4 separate regions of the Mus musculus genome follow, and all the other regions are linked to region 2. Evidence: chromatin contacts called from public promoter capture Hi-C data. All regions are on one chromosome and are shown on one strand. Each heading gives the region's core, a stretch centred on a gene start, on an enhancer-like site or on the middle of the called end of the contact. The rest is flanking DNA. Distances are from core to core; before and after follow the strand shown. Region 1 holds the start of Klra17 (killer cell lectin-like receptor, subfamily A, member 17). Region 2 has its middle 43 kb from the start of Klra1. Region 3 holds the start of Ybx3 (Y box protein 3). Region 4 holds the start of Klrd1 (killer cell lectin-like receptor, subfamily D, member 1).

Evidence for each region. Promoter capture Hi-C pulls out the DNA fragments that hold promoters and counts their contacts.
Region 1: a promoter capture Hi-C map of the HPC-7 cell line shows a contact between it and region 2, with 4 times the contacts expected there. The contact joins the promoter of Klra17 here to the enhancer-like site in region 2. A contact is called at or near these places in 18 of 39 promoter capture datasets (the 3T3-L1 cell line, 3T3-L1-derived adipocytes, the C10 cell line and 11 more), 1 of 115 datasets of contacts at active chromatin or transcription factors (extraembryonic endoderm stem cells) and 1 of 9 other capture datasets (liver).
Region 3: a contact with region 2 is called in a promoter capture Hi-C map of the HPC-7 cell line, with 5 times the contacts expected there. The contact joins the promoter of Ybx3 here to the enhancer-like site in region 2. A contact is called at or near these places in 5 of 39 promoter capture datasets (the HPC-7 cell line, cranial neural crest, hematopoietic stem and progenitor cells and 1 more) and 1 of 115 datasets of contacts at active chromatin or transcription factors (large pre-B cells).
Region 4: a promoter capture Hi-C map of the HPC-7 cell line shows a contact between it and region 2, with 9 times the contacts expected there. The contact joins the promoter of Klrd1 here to the enhancer-like site in region 2. A contact is called at or near these places in 10 of 39 promoter capture datasets (the 3T3-L1 cell line, 3T3-L1-derived adipocytes, the HPC-7 cell line and 6 more), 1 of 115 datasets of contacts at active chromatin or transcription factors (large pre-B cells) and 1 of 9 other capture datasets (adipose tissue).

What each region holds. Positions count from the first base shown.
Region 1 is chr6:129,875,348-129,878,582 of GRCm38.p6, reverse strand. Klra17 (killer cell lectin-like receptor, subfamily A, member 17) reads left to right here and starts at 1,911. Exons shown (of 8, transcript NM_001381962.1): 1 at 1,911-2,026.
Region 2 is chr6:130,427,848-130,431,055 of GRCm38.p6, reverse strand. No RefSeq gene overlaps it. Among named protein-coding and RNA genes, the nearest start is that of Klra1, 43 kb to the right of the region's middle. Within about 2 kb of position 1,350, at least 9 of the 459 cell types and tissues checked have an H3K27ac peak or open chromatin away from gene starts, as enhancers often do. A contact at or near this core is called in the HPC-7 cell line, where this site is marked.
Region 3 is chr6:131,386,903-131,389,792 of GRCm38.p6, reverse strand. It overlaps Ybx3 (Y box protein 3), which reads left to right and starts at 1,343. Exons shown (of 10, transcript NM_139117.2): 1 at 1,343-1,775. The coding sequence starts at 1,538.
Region 4 is chr6:129,590,296-129,593,261 of GRCm38.p6, reverse strand. Klrd1 (killer cell lectin-like receptor, subfamily D, member 1) reads right to left here and starts at 1,452. Exons shown (of 6, transcript NM_010654.4): 1 at 1,425-1,452. The coding sequence starts at 1,431.

The DNA.
Region 1 (3,235 bases), core at 662-3,161, 550 kb after region 2:
TTATGTTGTATATAAGTGATTAATTGATATATATGGCTTTAAATATCTTGAGATCTAGATATATAAAATGAAGAAATTCTCATTATTGATTAGAAAAATTACTATGACAAAAATGGAGTATATTGGTGTAGTGGTATACAGCTATAAATCTAAGACAGAAAAGAGTGAGTCCAGAGAATTGTGAGTATATGGTGAATCTATGCCACAGGTAAGATGCAACAACTATCTCAGATAACAGCAACTAAAATCAAATCATAATAAAATACCTGAACAAAACAAAATCAAGTCCTTTGCTCAGTGGAAGATATTTTCTGAGAATGCTCATTGTCTTAGATTCAATACTGCAGCACCATGAAAACATCAGCAGTAAATCACTCCACATATAATAACATCAGGACAAAACAGGATTGATATTATCTGAAATGCCCTACAAAGGGCAGAAAAAAACCTAAAGAGACCATATCCAGGTTAGTTAAGGCTACTGTTTAAAGGAGGGGGCCAAAAACACATGTCAAAATTTATAACACAGAATTGCTCCTGTCTAAACAAAATGCAGGGACAAAGAGTAGAGAAGAGACTGAAGGAAAGGCTACCCAGAGACTGTCTCATCTAGGTAGGTAACCATGCTATATTCAGCCACTAATCCCAGACACTATTGCTGATGTCAAGAAGTGCTTGCTGACAGGAGCCTGGTATGACTGTCTCCTGAAAGGTTCTACTAGATCCTGACCAATATAGATGCTGAAGCTGGAAGCCAACAACCATACACAGATAGGGACACCAATGGAGGAGGTAGGAGAAAGCCTGAAAGAGATGAAGGGATTTGCAACCTTATTGGAAAAAACAACATTATCAACCAACCATATCCCCCAGAGCTCCCAGGGACTAACCCACAACCAAAGAGGGAGGGACCCATGGTTCCAGCTGCTTATGTAGCAGAGGATGGCCTTATCTGGCATCAATGGGAGGGGAGTATGCTCCAATGTAGGGGAATATTGGGCAGTGAGGCAGGAGTGCGTGGGTAGATAGGGAAGCTAGAGAAAGTAGCCAAGTAGCTAAAAGGATCTGCAATCCTATAGGTGGAACAACAATATGAACTAACCAGTACCACCACCACCATCCTCCCCCTCCCCCGGAGCTCGTGTCTCTAGCTGCATATGAATCAGAAGATGGCCTAGTCAGCCATCAGTGGAAAGAGAGGCCCATTGGTTGTACAAACTTTATATGCCTCAGTACAGGGTAACGCCAGGGCCAAGAAGTGGGAGTGGGTGGGTGGGGGAGTGGGTGGGGGAGCCTGTGGGGGACTTTTGGTATAGCATTGGAAATGTAAATGAAATAAATACCTAATTTAAAAAAGAAAACAATAAAATAAAAAGAAGCAGAGGGAGAGTTGAGAGGGTAGGGAGTTTGGGGAAGTGATAATGGGGAAGGGGATAACATTTGAAATGTAAATAAGTAAAATAACCAATAAAAGAAAAATCAAAGTTAAAAAAATAGCAAGAAGATTATAATGAAGACTTTACCAGTGGAAATATGTGTGCTTTAAAGCATTCCTAATACACACTTAGCTGCAATTAGCATAACTCAAAATCAAAGAGTAACTTAGAAAACAGTAACATAAGAGAAATTTTTCAACAGCCTATTACAAACCTGGAGCTGAGGAACCTGAGCTGCACATTTTTCTAGTTGTTTTGCTAAGGACACTGGTTTTGCTCTCTCTGCAGCAGTGTTCATCTTCTCAGTCTTCAAGTTTCAATTATGGACATTTCTTTTGCAGCATCTGGCACAATATGTTACTTCTTTCCTTTGCTTTCAGAGTCAGGTTTCATTAAGCAATTTCCTCTTTTCGATTTGGTCAAGGAGGAGGGGCAGAAAATCATGAGATAGAGTATCACTCAGAGGAAAAAATTAGTTCTGCCTTTCTTCTTGGAGCCTCTTACAGGATAGAGACCAGGAAAGACAACTTTTCCCCCATAACTGCAGGATCTATTATCTTCACCAGAATCTCTTCAGGGTAGAGACACAGGTAACAATAGTTGTTCTTATTGGTTTTCTATCAAATGATCACTTATACTCTAGAGAATTTCACATGGTGTGACATGAGATCAGGATTGATGCAGAAGCTCTGTTGGTTGTGTTAGATCAGCTAAAGGCTGGTAGCATGTGAAAACTGTCATTGTGTACTGGTTATTTTCTTTCAGAATGTGCAGTGACTTGTGTTGTGTACTAAGAAATTAAGGTAGAGGGAACTACAGTGTTCATTAATGTTTAACTTCATCAAATGTTTATATATTATCCATCTTAAAGATGTCATAATAAGAGCCAGATAAGATGGGTCAGTGTGAAAAGATAATTTCTCTAACACGTACATGAGGGCAGAGTGAGAGAACTCACGTTGTAAAGTTGTCTTCTGTACACATGTATCTTGGCTTGGCCAGCACCACTCCAAAAGCAAAAATAAAAAATAACAATTTTATAAAGAATTCTGTACTGGAAGGATTTTTTTTGGACCAAGGAATAAGGCAAAACGTAAATCATGTCATAAAACTTCATGAATTAAAAAAAACTATATAATAATGCTGTGACATGTCAACCTTGTCCTTATTATCTTCTAGTTCTCCTCTGAGATCTTAATGTGAGGGTAAGGTCAGTTACGAATACTTACTATTTACTAATATGTTGATATCTATTATCACATTGTACCTTTTATGGGCATTAGCTCATGTATGCTGCATAGTGACAAAATTCATTTTCATATATCCACATCTTGTAATATCATTTTATATTATATGTGACATGATTTTGTACATGGAATGACGAGTTTAATACTTCATATTTTATTCTCCATGCTTTGCTATGATGCTCCCACACCCCACCAGGCAATGTCCCGTTATACTTTCCTGGTTGCTACAGTTACTAAATGTTATGAAACATTTCTGAGGACTTTGAGCAGAAACTCAGATGAGAGAGGATATTTAATATTGCCTTTCTGGGTCTGAATTATTCCATTTAGTAGGATCTTTTCTAGTTGAATCCATTTACCAGGTCCAAGAATGGTAAGGAATATGTAGATGATGGCTGGGTGGAGATGTTGGACATCTTCGCTGATTGAGGCTTTAAACCAAAAGATATACATGTGTCTTGGATCACCTGCAGTATTCACCTTCAAATAGTGTTTTGAATATAGTATCTGAGAAACTCTGAGAGTTGTGCATAAATAAAAAGTTTGAAAGAA
Region 2 (3,208 bases), core at 101-2,600:
ACACACATATATATATATAAATATATACACATACACACACACATATATATCATATATATATATTGTTTTCTAGTGATTTCACAGTAATTGAATTACTGTATAATACAGAGACAGTGCATTTTTTAGTTTCACACATATAATGATGACTATGGCAAAGCCCACTCCTATGTCTGTGAAAAAAATAGTAGATACATATCCTGAGTCAGTGTGACAAGTGAAGGATATGTAAAAGTAGAATTTTTTTTCATCTTTGTTGATTTCCTGTGTTGATTTGTGACTACTTAGTGACAAAATGTTTTAACCACAGTTCTCAGTCCACTGTGCAAATAGTTTGATGAGCTGGCAAGAGAAGAAATCTGTCTTAACTCTTTGGAAATCTGTCTTAACACAGCAGAAGACCTCTTTCTTACTGGTACACAGAGCAGCATTGTCTGTAAAATGGATGCTTTTGCTCCAAATCCTGAGGTATTACTCTCTATTTCCCGAAATGACACGGAAGCAAATATATAATACTGATAAATAGCAGACACTTTGTCATTGTTAGGAACAACCATTTCAATATCCCACTGTTCTGACAGCACAATTAAGAACTAGGATATAGTTGTGTGTTTGTACTTGTTATCATTTGGTTAGTGTTTGTTACTTTTTGCACATACGAGAATTTATACCTTTAGAAGGCATTTATTTTCAGTAATAATATGTTTAGCATTGGTAAATTGTTGCCTGACTAGTCCAAGAAACTCATACAAACTTCCATAATTTACACATGTTTTCATTCAACTCTCAATCTCTCTTTGATCCATTTGATGAAAGTTGTAATCTCAAAGATAAAACACTCTACTTTACCTAGCTGCATATGATAGGTCAAGAATTATAATTTTATAGGTATGTAAGTTTGGGACCAGTTTAAGATTCACATGTTTGATGACAATATGTGCTACAGAGTGTGATTCTGTATTATGATGCCTAATAATAATGATGATGATGATACTAAGCTGTCCAGAACATAAATATTTTCCAGGGCAAAGTAATTTCTTTTTATTTTTTTTTTATTTTTAACAGTGAGCTTTTAATAGTATTCCTGAGTAGAAAGGTATTTTTGTAGCAACAGTTCTTTCCCCGTCATTTATTTTTCTTATGACATCAGAAGACAGCATTTTATATCAGATTTTTGTTACATATAATACACAAAATCAATATTCTTTGAAAAATTAATGAGTTTAAGATATAGCAGAACCCCTTGATACTGATCTTTTATTCTCGGAGGCAGCACTGTGGATGAGGAAGTACCACTTGAGTTCTTTCCGGTCTTAAGAGCACAGCTGTTTTCTCTGTTCGTGGAGAATAGGCAGAAGTTTCATGTGCTGAGGTAGCATGCACATGACACAGAACTTACCATTTACCCATTTTGAGCACACAGTTCAGTGGCAGCAGCACACCAATGTTGTCTGCGGCCATTGTTGCAGCTGTCCATCACAGAGTGCTGATATCTTCAGAACTGACACTAGACTCATTAAATAATAATCTCATCTCTCTGTTCTGGCCTTGACAGGGATAACTTCTTTTCAAATTTTGCTGCTGTGTATGTCATCTAAGTGACAGAGCACATTGTTTTGTATCTGGCTTGCTTTATCATGCTGTCCTCAGGGTTCGTCCAAGTCAAACCTTGCTTGTGGCTCAGAATTTAGTAATTTCTTTTATAGCATCATACTAAACATCAAAAAAAATTCAACTTGGATATAGTAATATGTTTTAATCCGTAACCAAATTTTCATTATTGTCAGTTTTCTGGATCATGTCACTGTTGATATTTATTAACAGTCAGGATCAGGCAGTGTTTTCATTTGTAATGTCCTTCAGTTCTGAAAGAGTGTGGCTCATTGTTTGTCAATTAAATTTTAAAATTCAAGTCCTGACTTTGGAGTCTACATGTAAATGCATCCACTGTATGTCATGAGAAATATGAATTTTAACTAATATGTATATCTTTTCAAGCACCATTCTGAAACTACTTTTATGTCAACTTAACAAAAGACACCTGAGAGGAGAAAATTTCAATTGAGAAAGTGCCTTAATAAGATATAAGCAGGCCTGTTGGGCATTTTCTTAATTAGTGACTGATATAGGAGGGCCTAGCTTATCATGAGTATCACACATGGGATGGTGTTGCTGGGTACGAAAGTAGGATGAGCAAATTTGGGGGAACAAGACAATAAGATGCACTTTTCATCAGATGTGCAATGACGCTCATGCTCAGTTTGGTTCTTGCCCTGAATTTTTCCGATGATGGACAATGATGAGGAAGTTTAAGCAAAATCAATCCTTTCCTTCCTCAAGTTGCTTTGTTCATGGTGTTTCATAACAGCAATAGAAAGCATCAAAGTAAAACAGAGCAATTTTTTCACCTTACAAAGTTCTTTTCTGTACCTTGACCCTGGCCCCATGTAAGCAGGCATGTGCTGACCTATGCTATAAATGAGGATGGCCTATATTATGTACAGATTTGTGTTTGGCTCCATATTTCCTTGCATCTTTCACTATTATTCTTGTCACTATCATGTTTTCGGCAACTCAAGCCGATTTTTCTGATCAGTGTTTCATTTTCCTACTTACAAATCATTTCTGTATTGCACAAGTGTTCAACAATATTTCTCATTCACATGTTAATAAGAAGTGCATTTCTAAATTTTGACAATTATGAATTTTTAACAGTTATAAAAGCTGTCATGTCAACTTACATGCAAGTCACTGAGTGGGCATGCATATTCTTTTTTATTAATTATCTTTTGTGAACAGCTGGTGTCTGCTAGGAACTTCTTTTTGCTCACGTTCAACATATATGTGTGATTTTTTCTGAGTATTCCCATGAGCGTATCTCATGGCTGACTAATGTACTTATTTATTCCTATTGTATAATACCTGTGCTGTCTTTGCTCAAAAAGCTACTTGGTTTAATTTATCTTCCTTTTTATAAGCATTCCTAAATTTGGTAAATTTCAATATTCCATTTCTACTCATCCCAAATCCAAATTTCAAAATGTTTAATTTTGCTAAAAGCTCATCCTTTTGAGTTCTAGGTCCAAAGTAATTTCAGTGGATTTCATTCTTTTTCTCTCCTCTGACAGAGTTTCCTTAACCCAGGCTAGCCTCAAACTCTTACATATTGAAGGTTACCCTGGAAATGTTATACCCTTATCTTCAGCATCAC
Region 3 (2,890 bases), core at 94-2,593, 960 kb before region 2:
GGGAGTGTTTAGAGGTCATCTGCATGTTGTAGGTCTCATCCTAGCGACCAGGAGGACTCTTGTTCCCTTGTCCTTAAAAATGTTCTTAAGCTTGGCAGAGCAGCACACAACTTTAATCTAATCTCAGCCCCAGGAGGAGAGGAGGGCAGAGATGCAGGAGGATCTCTCAGAGGTTAGTATGGCCTGCAGAGCCGGGTTCAAAGACAGCCAGGGCTAACACAGAGAAACCTGTCTCAAACATACATTTTTCGTTTGTTTGTTTTTTGGTTTTACATTTATGGGGGTGGTGGGACCGCATGCTGCTGCCACGGCACATGTATGGAGGTCAGGACAACTTGGAGTTGATTATCTTCTTCCATCTGGTAGGTCCAGGGAAGAAACTCAGGTGGTCAGGTTTGGAGGCAAGCCTTTACCTGCTGAGGCATCTTGCAGGCCTTACTCTGAGTTGCTCAAGCTTTCCCCAGTTTAGTGCTAATTATAGCCAACTCGAGCAAAAGGTATCATGTGGATTTATTCCACTCTTTCAACGTAGGTTATTAAATACATATTAACAGCTTATTATCTGTTGCCTCTGACAGGTGTAAACCCTGCATTTGCAGTCATTCTGGAAGATCTAGATTTTAATTTTCTCACTTGTGGAGTCGCTAAACGAGGCCTTTTGATTTTATAAGAGTAATTGTTTTGTTTTGTTGGGGAGTAGGGGCGGTATTCCGGCGCACGCACATGGCTGTTTGGAGAGAATCTCTTGCAGCCTTCAAACTTCTTTTGCTCATGATGACCTTGAACTGACCCATGCGAGCACTGGATCCTCTAAGCTACATCTCCAACCCCTTGTCTGTTTTTTTTTTTTGTGTGTGTGTGTGTGTTACTACTTGGAAGGAGGGATAGTTGAAAGACAGCCTCAGTAGCCCAAGCTAGGCTACTCTCAATGACATTCCAGCCTCAGCCTCTTGTGTACTAGGAATACTGGAGCGGGCTAACCACAGCTCCCAGGTTACTCTAGTTCCTATCTCAGCGCCCAGAATACTTTCTGGTATCTGCTGGATGTGCAAATGTAAAGGAGGTTTTTTTTTTTGTTTTTGTTTTTGTTTTATTAAGGCGCTGTGGGCCCACTCCACCTCTCAGGAAGCAGGCTCAGGTGAAAGACGTCTTGGGGAGGGTATGTCTCCTCTGCTCCGCGGCGACCTCGCCCGGGTGCCCGCATCCCCGGACTAACCAGCTCCGGGAGCCTTGCCGAGTAGCGCGGGCGCCTTTAAATGCTAATAAGCAGCTACGGCGGCTTTCCCCACCCTCTCTCTCCCCGCCCCGCGTCCGCCTGCCCGCCCGCCGCCCGCGAGCACTTGCGCGGGGCCATCTTCGGGGCCGGGAGATCCAGCGAGACCGCGAGCGCGCGCGTCCCCAGCCCTCGAGCCGCCGCCCGCCGCCGCGCCGCGCGATCCGCACCGGCCTCCCCGAGAGCGAGCCGGACGCCGCGACTGCCACCGCGCTAACCGCCGCCAACCGCCACCGAGGTGCCCGGAGAGAGCGGAGAGGCGGCATGAGCGAGGCGGGCGAGGCCACCACCGGCGGCACCACGCTCCCGCAGGCCGCGGCCGACGCGCCCGCCGCGGCGCCCCCGGACCCCGCGCCTAAGAGCCCGGCGGCCAGCGGCGCGCCCCAGGCCCCGGCGCCCGCCGCGCTGCTCGCGGGGAGCCCCGGCGGAGACGCAGCCCCCGGGCCCGCCCCGGCCTCATCAGCCCCCGCGGGCGGCGAGGACGCGGAGAAGAAAGTTCTCGGTGAGTCCCTGCCTGCAGCCCGGGAGAGACGGCGGGCGAGGATGGACGTGGATGCAGGGCGGGCTGGGACACGTGGGCCAGCTCTGGGGAGTCTTGGCTGTGGGTCGGGAAAGCAGCACGTTTCCTCGGTGGGGAGGAGGGGACACTAGGAAGGCACGAGAGGGGTGACTTGGGAAGATTTTATTGTGTGGTGTATTTTTTTTTTTTACCCCCTAGGCCTGGGAGGGTCAGGTGTCTGTCTCTGACACCCTTCCCTCGTGGGCTTGGGACAGCCGCCATGCTCCTGCGGGCCACATGCCGGCACAGGGATGTTGCAACGCCCCGGGAAACTTGGGGCGGGCACTCGCCTCCCCTTACTGTGCCCACAGATGCAAAGAGCCTCCAGTACCTTCCAATTGCTGCACCATCCCCTCTCCCGCACCGTGGGAACACACGTGGTGTGACGGCCGGGAAAACTTAGTCGGAAGTGGAGTAGGACGAGTGTCCAAAACACTTACGACTTGTTACTGGAGGGAAAGGGAAGGTGGGGACTGGAGATTTCGCGGGGCGCGGGGCAGAGGTTTTATAACTGTGGCTGTTGTATTTTGTCGCACATTTGGGTGTCCTCATCTTCCTTAAGGAACGCCCGGTGTGAGGCCTTCCACAAGCTTGCCTAGCAGGTGGGTGGTGGATAAGCTCCCCGGAGGGTGTGTGCGTGCGCATGTGGTTTGCTATCCGAAACAGGAAAGTTAACAGATGGTGTAGGATGCTTCAGAAATGTTCACTGTTTCTGGGTGGGGCCGATTGGGCTCGCCTGCTCTCTGAGCTTCCTCCCCATTCTAGCGAGAAAGCTGAAGGAATAATTGTGGAAGAAATAGAACACCATTCGGTGTTCCCCACCCCTGACAGTTCTCTGGTTCTTGTTTTCCCAAGGCTTTAAAAACTTGGTTCCTGCCAATTTTTTTTTTCCCCACTCTCACTAAAAAGTTCCTTAAAGGTCTTGTGGGTGTTACATTGTGGCACTTTCTACCAAGATGCTCCTTGGACCATTTCCACACAAAATGAAAGATAGAACCCTGTGTTGCTAGCCGAAGCAGGTTCTTAATGATACCTTACTAAGGGCAGATGGAATCCTA
Region 4 (2,966 bases), core at 203-2,702, 840 kb after region 2:
GGCATATCATCTTTGCAAGACCAAAGACCTCTCATCCCATTTATGGCCAACTAGGCTATCCTTTGCTACATATGCAGGTAGAGACACGAGCTCTGGGGTTACTGGTTAGTTCATATTGTTGTTCCTCCTATAGGGTTGCAGACCCCTTCCCATCCTTGGGTACTTTCTCTAGCTCCTTCATTGTGGATGACGTTCTTAAGAACAGAAACCATTAAGAATGAACCTGAAAACTTCTTCCTTTAGTGGTGCAGACACCTCTCTCTAGTGGAACACTGGAGAACGAAGATGTTCCTTCAGAAGACCACCCATTAGCAATCTTTTGAAGTGGTATACCTTGTTCTTTGATGAGGTTATTCATACATATTTTCTGCCTCATTAGAGTCATTTACCTCTGACTCTTTAAATCAGCAGTGAAACTTATCTCTATGGTTAGAATAGATCCACAAGCAGTCATGACGCTTGGTGGGCTTGCTTAATAATCATTTTTTTCTCTCAAGAATGTCATGAATAAAAAGTTTTGTGTTAAAGAGATGATTTTTTAAAGGGGGAGGGGCAGTAATCACAATGCTATTTTCTTAAGATATAAAGTTAGTAAGGGCCCACTCAAAACCAAACAGAATATTGTCAAGACCTAGAGTCTGTTATTTATTATATACCATCCTTGTCAGGAGAATACCATGATGGAATGGGGTCCCTTTGAACACAGACCATTTTTTGATTAGTGGTTTGTTAATGTCTGCAGGAAAATAAAAAGGAACCTTCTAGACCTGGTATGGCAGGAGGTTCCATAACAAGCATAAATTGAGGATCTGGGTTCAATTAACAGCACCTTGAATTATGACACAAAGCCAGCCTTTGAATTTCTGTTCTTAAACATTATGTTAGGTCATATTCAAAATCACTTGCCTATTGGCTAAGATATTTCGATATGAGAAGAATCTGTATTAGTAACGCAATACTGTCAAAAATAGTTCTACTGCTAACAACAGCACACAGTGTCAGTGAGCCTGAGTGATTTTGCAAGGCCACAACACAGCAAGAAAAGTTATAAAGTTTTAAGTGTCCTTTATATTTGGCCATCTTTGTCCCCATGTTAGAAATATGGTGTGTGTTGATCAATTTAATTTCTGTTTTATTCTGAATTTAACATGATGCCTAATAGACACCACTTGCTAACTCAGTTAGGAAAAGTTTACAAAAGTATGCACTTCATAAAATCATGTTCAAGTTTCAAAACACAGAATCGAGAAAACAATGAACACAGAAAGCATCAAAGCACAGAAAGTCTAAAAATATCTACTGCAGATTATATGCTTTCTGTTTTATTTTTTTAAACCCTCCTTGAAGTTAGTTAATACAAGAGGCATCCTTCCTGGTTATTATTTTATCACTACTATTACATCTGCTGACAGGGGCACACATACCTGCCATGAGAAGTGATGTTCCAAGGATGGTGCAGAGATGTGTTTGTGCTTTTTAAAGAACGGTGTGGACCACAGGGCTGAGCAGGAAGCTACGGAGGAGACAGTAAGCATTAAAAGAGGAAGAAACACTGTGTGTTGTGGCGGTGCTATTGAATCATCTGTTGGTGGGACACAGATGCACAGTGGGAATGAGCAGAAGAAAGACTGCAAGCTTTGAACAAGACCCAGGAACCACTGCACACAGGAAATTTGCTCTTTTAGTTTTGGTACAAAACACCACAGCAAAATAAGGTTGGAGGAAGATTGTTTTCAATGTGCACACATCAAAGTCGTCCCTAAAAGCAGTTTAGAAAATAATGGAGAGGTGTATAAACCATGGTAAACTCACTTGGTATCATAAAATCCCACACAGAATTACTACCTTCAAAATAAAGAAATACTTATTTATTTTGTGTTAAACAAATTTTAAATCACATATTATCTGATCGCTTAATAAAGAAAATACCAAATTTGATAGTGGGGAAACTGAGGCACAGAAGTGCTGATTTGACTAAGGTTACTTAAGCTTGATGCCCAGTCTTTTACCAAAGCATACATGGAATTTATCTCAAACCAAGCACATCCTTGGACTTGCACATTCTGGGTTGATATTTCCCATCTTTAGTACAAACTGTTGGGATATCCAATACTTGTTCTGTGTTTCTGCTCCCTGATCACTGACCCCAACCATAGTCAGCAAGACCCAGAAAGAATTCAGTATTATTGTGTTTTCTCACTTTTCTTTCTTCCCTGATCTCTCTCCCTCTCCCCACCTTCTCTCTTCCCATCTCTCTCTCCCCAACACACACTTTTAATCTTCCCATTAATTCTTTCTAAACTACTAGCTATCCTTGATTTTGCTCTCATTTTGTACACAGGTAAATGAATTGTTTACACTCCTTGCCATCCCTCCTACTCATCTCCACTCAACACACATCTCATGTTCCCCAATCATCTCTCTTGAATATCTGATAAACTCTGGACAAATACTGTATACACCCCTATATATATGACCTTTACTTTTTTTTTTCTCTTAAAACTTCTGGAAACCTTGATGTTCCAACACATGGGAGTACACAGTGCTGACAAATTATCACCAGGCTGGCCTTTAAGGAAATAAATCAGGATTTGATACAGTTCAGTAACATTGGAATTGAGATCACAGAACATAGGGTGTTGAGCATCTCATAACTCACATAATACTCAGTGGGATATTGAGCTTCACTGAATCTGTTTCAGATAATAATAAATTCTTCCAATGTTCATCTCTTCCCTCTGCTTCCCCTGCTCTTAAGTCTACTGCTCTTTGAACAAAGAGAATTTGTTCAAAGCAAGTGGTGACTTTAATAATTACATCTTTGAAAGATTGAGGAAAGATCCGAGAAAGGGAATTTAATGCCCACTGAAGATGTGAGCAATGGAGAGTTCTCTATACCTAGACATGTGCACCTAGACTGTACAACAGCTTGGTAAAAGCATCCCAATGGAGATACTTATTTTTTT